Linked DNA regions of Rattus norvegicus: region 1 is linked to region 2. The links are chromatin contacts, called in public Hi-C maps. All regions are on one chromosome and are shown on one strand. The core of a region is the stretch at or near the end of the contact, and the rest is flanking DNA. Distances in the headings are between cores, read along the strand shown.

The links. Hi-C and Micro-C count contacts between places; a contact is called where the count stands out from the background.
Region 1: a Hi-C map of Schwann cells shows a contact between it and region 2, with 4 times the contacts expected there. The contact joins the promoter of Mn1 here to the enhancer-like site in region 2. A contact is called at or near these places in 3 of 12 Hi-C or Micro-C datasets (Schwann cells and liver) and 1 of 1 datasets of contacts at active chromatin or transcription factors (oligodendrocytes).

Annotation. Positions count from the first base shown.
Region 1 is chr12:50,879,014-50,882,983 of GRCr8, reverse strand. It overlaps Mn1 (MN1 proto-oncogene, transcriptional regulator), which reads left to right and starts at 2,189. Exons shown (of 2, transcript NM_001191928.2): 1 at 2,189-3,970. The coding sequence starts at 3,046.
Region 2 is chr12:50,746,743-50,750,789 of GRCr8, reverse strand. The region is part of intron 1 of LOC102552958 (a long non-coding RNA gene); the gene reads left to right. Among named protein-coding and RNA genes, the nearest start is that of Mn1, 130 kb to the left of the region's middle. Within about 2 kb of position 2,294, at least 27 of the 93 cell types and tissues checked have an H3K27ac peak or open chromatin away from gene starts, as enhancers often do. A contact at or near this core is called in Schwann cells, where this site is marked.

The DNA of each region.
Region 1 (3,970 bases), core at 940-3,439, 130 kb before region 2:
GGGTCTCCTCCTGACATCTGTTCCTGAACTCTTCCCCCTTTCTGCCCAGGAGGTTCAAGGGCCCCTAGCTTTGGGCCTGGAGGGTCAGTTGGGGGTGTCTGACAAGGAGCTTTTTCCTTTGTGCCTACACAGGCAAAGCCTCTGTCTTCTCTGGCTTTCCTTCCCTGTCACTTTGCTAAGTAATAATTTCCATGTCCAATTCCATTTCTTTTCTAGTTCTGAAACCTCTAAGCTATCAGCAAGAGGATAGTTCGCATGAAAACTAATTACACAAAATCAATATTTAATCACAGACCAACAACCTGATCCTGCAGAAAAATCCTTTTAAAACTCCACCACCCTGCACAAATACTTCTTCCCAATGCTTATTTATGGGACCCGTTTTTTGGTGGGGGTAATTTTCATTTTTAATTTCAAAAGGAAAAAAAAAATCTGTAGACTGCAGGAAAAGCCGGAGCTTTTTTTTTTTTTTTTTTTTTTTTTTTTTTTTGCAGCTTCCTGAGAGCTTTTATTTCGAGTGTGTGTGAGAGTGGGGGGTGGGTACGTGTGTGTGTGGGTGAATGTGTGGGGGATGGGTTTGTGTGGGGGATGTGTGTGTGGGGAGCGTGTGTGGCGTGGGTGAGTGTGTGTGTGTTTGTGGGGGGTGATTTCTTCAGAAGTCTCTTGTGGCTTCCTGCCCCCCCCATTCCTAAATCCAGCCCATTTTCCAACGTTACTTTGCTCAGAAGCTCCGGGGAGTAATGAATCGGGCCGCGAATGACACGGTAACTTTTAACTCATGCCCACGACAGTAGAGTGCTTAATCTGAGGTTTTTAAATAAAAAGGGCTCCGGGTTGGTTTTATTATAACGTTTATTTCATTTCAGATTTCATGCGTAATTTAGCAAACGCTAGACAGACTTGGGCGATAAACACTTTCTTTTGTGGGGGGAAAAGGCATTTTTATACACCATGCTTAATTTTATTTAGATTTAATAGCGATAGCGGGGCACTTCAGCGAAAGTTTTTTTTTTTTTTCCTTTTCCTCTCTTCTTTTAAGAATCCTGGCCTGCCAGCAAAATTGTCTCGCTTTATTTCGTGGCAAGGAAAATTAAAGGCCTTTCCGCCCCTCCTCCCCTACTTACACTTTCAGAGGAAAACTCGCACACTTATGCTGGCGCTTGGGTGCGCGCGCGTCCACAGAATAAACACCTCCACCTCCTATCACCTCCAACTTCTAACTTTTAATTGCAAGATAGATTTCAGCCTCTACTCCGTGAGTAGAAAGATCTAAACGTTTTAAGTAAGATTATTGGGATAAATATTCCATATGAAATAGGGCAGGTATTAAATCACTCTTATTGATTTTAGTATCACAATCCAATTCCGTTCTTTGACCTCTTTAGTTTAATAGATCTTTTAAGGAGGCCAACTTCGCGCCCTTCAGGGCCTGGGCCTGCGCGCTTGTGGCCACAGCAAGGTGTCGCCCCCCCCCCCCCCCGTCCCCACCCCTGTGCGCCTTTGCGCGTCGTTCTCCTCGGGGTTTCGCATTGTCTCGCCTCGCCGCTCACGCGCCGGGCTCACCCGAAGTGTCCCCACAAAGCGGCCGAGGGTGCGTGGCTTCTTCCAGGTGGAGCCGGCGGCAGAGAACCGGAAGCCGCGAACGGTGAGAGTCTCGGGAAGGAGCGAGCCAGACTCTGGTCCCAGAGACAACCTTCGTGTTTCCTCTCGGCGATCACCTCGTGAACTTGCCAGGGCCGCTCCCTGGGGCGCCGCCCCGGGCTGCAGCACAGGCGACACTTAGCGACTTTCCCTGGTGCGTCCCGGGGCTCTGCCAGGCTACTCCATTGTCTGTGCGCCCCGCACAGCTCACCGCCCACCTCCCCGCCCCCTGCCCACCGGGCAGGTCGTGCTAGCTCCGGTTGGGGGTGGGGAGTTGGGAACAGCGTGAATGGGAAGGGGACGGACAAAGCCTGGCTCCCGCCGTCGTCCATGGCTCGCGCCCTCCCCAGCCCGGGGCACCCGGGGCGCACCCCCAACGCCGTAGCGCGGGACCCGGAGTAGCGCGGGTCCGTGGCCCGGCCTGCGCAGCCAGGACCCGGGACCACCTTAAGAGCGAGCCCCGCCCCCGGGCCCGCTCGGGAGGCGCTGATTGGTGCAGAGGTAATGGCTGGAATGGATTGCTGAAACGCAAAACTTGTTGCTGCTTCTCCCGGCGCCGGCAAGAGGCAGACGCGGAGCGGGAGCCCGGACCTCGCAGCGCCTCGCCCGCCCCGCGCGCCCTGCTTGCCCGCGCGGCCCCTTCCCGGCTCCGAGGGGACCCGTGGAGCGCGGAGGCGGGAACCACAGCTTAGGAGCCGCCGGCCCCACGCCTCCCCTCCCGCGCGCGCCCCGAGACTCCCGCGAACTCGCGCAGCGACCGGCGGTCGAGCCCGAGCCGCGGAGCCGCGCGTCTCCCGCAGCCTGCGTTCCCGCTCCAGCGCCCGCATCTCCTGCTGCGGGGCCATCACCGGCGATGAGGAGCGGAGCAGCCCGTCTTCCGAGCCGCTGAAGCTTTCGCCGCCGATCGCCCTCGGCCGACCGGAGGTGCGGGAGCCGGCGCGGCCCGGGCGCGGAGACTCGGGGCAGGGGAAGGACCAAGGGGCTCCCCTACGGCCCCAACCACCGCACCGCGGACTCCAGAAGGTGATCATTCCGCTCTCCCGCCCCCTTCCCTCCCCCCTACCTAACTTTTTGTCTCAGCTCCTCGGCCTCCAGGTCACCTCTCCGCATACCCAGCCGCGGCCGTGCCATCCGCCCGGGGCATGGGCCCCCCGACAAGGCTCCAGGAGGCGCCGCGGCCTCGCAAGACGTGAGAGGCCCGCTTGGGTCGACTCTGAGGTTCCGGAGAGCAGCGGAGAGAGCTCCTAGCCAGCGCCCGCGCGCTCGGCCGGGCGGCAGTGAGCGCTGCGCCCCGCGGTGCAGAACCCGGAGCTCCGGAGCCGCGGCTGAGGCGAGTAGCTGGCCGGAGGCGCGCGGCGGAGCAGGCTGTCATGCCCTATTGATCCCCCCGCCCCCCCGCCAAGTATGTTTGGGCTGGACCAATTCGAGCCCCAGATCAACAGCCGGCACGCTGGTCAGGGCGAGGGGAACTTTAACGAAGCCGGACTGAGTATGAACGCTCACTTTAAGGCCCCTGCTTTCCACGCCGGGCCTCCTCCTGGCCCCGTGGACCCTGCAATAAGCGCTCTGGGCGAACCCCCGATCTTGGGTTTGAATATGGAGCCATACGGCTTCCATGCGCGCGGTCACTCCGAGCTGCACGCAGGGGGGTTGCAGGCACAGCCTGTGCACGGCTTCTTCGGTGGTCAGCAGCCTCACCACAGCCATCCTGGAGGCCATCACCCGCACCAGCATCACCCACACTTTGGGGGCAACTTCGGTGGTCCGGACCCAGGTGCCTCATGTCTGCACGGGGGCCGGCTGCTTGGCTATGGAGGTGCAGCGAGCGGCCTCGGCAGCCAGCCTCCCTTCGCAGAGAGTTACGAGCACATGGCGGAGAGCCAGGGGCCGGAGGGCTTCGGCCCGCAGCGGCCAGGAAACCTCCCGGACTTCCACAGTTCGGGCACTTCGGGCCACGCTGTGCCTGCCCCGTGCCTGCCGCTGGACCAGAGCCCTAACCGGGCTGCCTCTTTCCATGGCCTGTCCGCCTCTAGCGGCTCGGATTCTCACAGCTTGGAACCCCGGAGGGTGACGAACCAAGGAGCCGTAGATTCGCTGGAATACAATTACCCGAGCGAGCCGCCCTCAGGACATTTTGACATGTTTTCACCCTCTGACTCTGAAGGGCAGCTGCCACATTATGCTGCGGGTCGCCAGGTTCCCGGGGGCGCTTTCCCGGGTGCTTCAGCCATGCCCAGAGCCTCAGGCATGGTGGGTTTGTCCAAAATGCACGGTCAGCCACCGCAGCCACCACCACCCCAGCAGCAACCGCAGCACGGAGTGTTCTTCG
Region 2 (4,047 bases), core at 1,045-3,544:
ACGTCCATCCACCCACCTACCATGTGTCCATCCATCCATCCATCCATCCACCATCCATCCATCCACCCATCCATCCTTCCATCCATTAGTCCATCCACCATCTCACTCGTTTATGCATTCAATGACCATTTGCAAAGCACAGATATATGCAACATCCCAAAGGAGGTAGTGACACACAGTTCCCACAGTGTTGTGGAGAAGCAGAGCGTGTGTCCCTTAACCCTCACAGGGCGAGAGAAGTGGGTCTGGGGACGGGAGCACACAGGGCTACAGCCAGGGATGATGATGATGATGATGATGATGATGATGATGGTGGTGGTGGTGGTGGTGGTGGAGGAGGAGGAGGAGGAAGAGGAGGAGGAGGAGGAGGAGGAGGTGGTAGTAGTGGTGCTCTAGGTTTCCTTTTCTCTGAGGTTCCACACACTACAGGAATCTCCACCTGGAACCTCCCTGTGGGCTCCTCTGGGTGGGCTGCATCAGCTACCTCAGTCTCCAGGTGTAGAATACCAGACACCAGGGCTGAAGCATGTGTGACAGTGTCCCAGGTGATGGTGAGTGAAGGCTGTGGTGGGCCCAGGGCAGGTTCAGCAGCTGAAGATGCACAGGAAGCACCTTTGCTGCTACTCAGGCTGGTCGCCACCACAGAGCCTCCGTGCCGTGCCCCAGAATAGCTTGGAGCCCTCACTGTGCCCCTGCTGCACCTGGGTTGCTAGCTTGTGGTCTGAGCCTTCTTTGGCTCTGTAGGCTCTTGAGCCTAGAAAATGAAGGTGGTTCTGCACAGGAGAGGAAGTGGCCTGTTCTGCATGACCCTAACTCCATCTGCAGGCTGGGGTATGAACCGGTTGCATTTGGAGAGCTTCCTCTTGGGGGGTTTCCAAGTTTCTAAGCACTCCCTTTTCTTGTTGCAGGAGGAACATCCTTCCTAGGGTGGTTGTAGGACCTCCACTAAAGGCAGGCTGTCCTGAAGAGAGGGAGGGGATCCGCAGGAAGATGCAAGGTGGGTGTGGGCACATACCAGCTGAGTCCTCAGCTCTAAAAAACCTTTGGAGCTTAAGTGCTCCCCAGCCCCCACCGGTACCTGTAAAAGGCAGAGTGATGCTACCCTGGGGTGGACACCAGAGGGCATCCAACCTCTGGAAAGCCAGCCTGCTCAGCTGCTGTGTGATCTTTGGCAGAATGCATACCCTCTCTGGGCCTTTTAGCAGATCTGGGCAGGATGCCAACATGAATTCCCTGCTCTGGGTTGACTCTGAGAGTCCATTGTTGTCTGGGTTGGTGAATTTATCTCGTGAATATTCCGATTAAGAGTCTGTACGCCTCAGTTCCTGTCTTTCTAGAGTTTTCTCAAGTGTGTACTGAGAAGATTGTTCACGATGCAGTGCAGGCTGAATTGAGGCTCTGAGGGGGCCAATTATTCCCTACAGTGACTCACTTCGAAGGTGACCCTCTGCTTAGACCTGGCCTTGCAGGGCTCTCAGTATGAACACTATCTCCTGTCAGCTTGTGGGGCATCCTGTGAGGAGAAGAGGCTGCTCTGGTACAGGCCCTCATCACTGCTGCCATCACCAGGGTAGAGCCTAGCTCTCCTCCCTCTCCCCTCCCCGTTTCTTCCCCTTCCTCCCTCATAGTCATCCTCTCCCTCCCGCACTCCTTTATCAAGTTATTCATTCAACAAACACGGTTGGGAGTTTGCAGTTCCATTTCAAAGAGAGAAGTCTCTCATCTAGACGTGACATGTCGGCCCTGGTTTTAGTGGCTGTGACGCAGCAGGCTCCATGAGCTCATACGAACCTCTTGAACCTCCTTAGACCCCGTTTCATTTCCTCTTCTAGCACAGGGAGATGGAGCTTGGGGGGCACGGGAAAGCTTGATTCCTTGAGAGACGTTTGGGCTGCTATTTTGGTGGGGAGATCAGGCATCATGTGCAGAGATGGGGACTCTCCCGGTAGTCTCTGGAGCGGCCCCCTTGGCCCTTGTGAACGGAGAGCTGCAGGGGTGCAGACTCTGAGAAGCAAGCCGTGAAATCTGGGCGCACGCGGAGCCACGGAGCAAGGGCTGGGTGGATGCGGAGGGGCCTTTGATGGGCTTTTGGGCTGCGTAATTAACTGTAACCGAAATATTATTTGATCTTTTATGTGGAAAATCAAATTGTGTTGTGTCAGACGGGCATAAATACACCACGGTTTGCGCTGCTGGGCCCTCCCCGCCGGCGGCCCCCCCGCCCCTCCGCCATGGAAACACAATTCTCGCCTTTTAAACTCGCCTTTGTCTGGCCCTGAAAGGCTACATTGTCCAGGGAAAGAGCGGGCAGGGTTGGGGCCCAGAATGGGGCTGCAGAGGGGTCCAGCCCCAGACAGGGCTGCTGGGGCTCTGTAGCTTCTCTCCCAGGCCTGGGCAACCTTGGGCAAAGAACCTCATTTTTTCCCCTGGGTCCTGAGGCCCGAGCCCCCGTGCTTCTTGGAGAAAGCCATTATGGAGGCAGCCCCAGCTCTGAAAGCAGTTTGGCACGCTGGCTGCTACTTTTACACACGTGATGAAGCTCAGCAGGTGACCTGGGTGCTTCCAGGAGGTCACTCCTCCCTGGAAGCAGGGAAGGAGAGGAGGGTAGGGGAAAGGGAAGGGGAGGAGGAGGGGGATAGAGCCTAGGATCTGGAACAGGGTGGGCTCAAGTTACCTCAGAGCTACTTAGCAGCTTGTTGCCTTCTCTGGGCCTCAGTTTCCCCATCTGTAGGGTGAAGGCATTCTCTAATAGTACTCTTGCTCTTTCAGCCTCTGTAGGGCTGTACCTTGCCTGACTTTTGATGAAAACATTTGTAGTGCTGGAGACAGATCCAGAGACCTCAGCCTGGTGAAACAGGCACTGTGCCCTAGGAGCCCTCTGGTCCTGTGGGGTCCTTGATATCTCGGCAGAGCTTACCATATTAGAGATTTCTGACCCACCCCCACCCCGTCCCGCGTGCCCTGTTTTTCCTGTGTCCTTCCTGAGCACCTTTCTATTCTCCGTGGTGAGCCCAGGAAGCTCTCAGATGCAGCCCTTCTGTTCTCAGATGCAGGAACAGCACCAGGCGCAGAATATGCAGCCTGGAAGACCCAGGTTCTTCTACAAGCCCAAGACAGATGTCTCATCCCCCTCCCCACCCCACTACAGGAAAAACCGGGATGGGGACTGGAGGAATCTGAGATGGCCTAGTGAAAACACCGTGAGCTGGAGCCGGGCCAAACCAAACATCCTGGAATTAAAAAAATAAACATGGGAGAAAGAGAGAGGGAGGGAGTGGGGAGGGAGGGGGAGGGTGACTGTCTGAACCTGTGATTCTTCGGTGGTAGAGGGGCCTGGTGCAGCTCTCTGTTGGGGGTGCCAGACTTACAGATCTCAAAGAGTCCCTAGTTCAGGGAAACACAGGCCATCAAGGGCCACCTTCACAAGCCCCAGAAGGAAACTGAGCCTAGCTCAGCACCAACCAGTACTAGCTGGATGTGGTGGGGTGGGAACTCCAGGTACCTAGGACCTGGCTGTTGTATTCAAGGCAGTCCTCTGCACAAGCAGCTCTCCTGGGCTCTTGTCTGCTCAGAACACCTCCTAAGTCGTATGTGGTGACCCCACAGCACTGAGGTGGGGATTTGGATTTTATGTGTGCATGGAGTTCTTCTAAAAGTTTGTTTGGGGGGCTGGCAGTTAAGAGCACTTGCAGAAGACCTGTCCCCAGCACCCCGCATGACAGCTCACAACCCTCTGTAATTCCAGTTCCAAGGGACCTGATGCCCTCTTCTGGCCTCTGTAGGCGTCAGGCACACACACAGCACACACATGTACTTGCAGGCAAAGCGCTCATACTCACAAGATAAAATAAATAAACCGAAAAATAACCTTTAAATTTTAAAATAAAAGTTCTTTTGGGGACAGGGGTGCTGTCAGGATGGTTCAATCACCATCAAGGTTGAGAGAACTCCCAAAAGTAGTCCCCTGACTTCTGCATATGACCGGTGAAATGAGTGTTCCTGTGGGTGTGCCCATGCGAAAACACGCGCACACTAAATGGACTAATG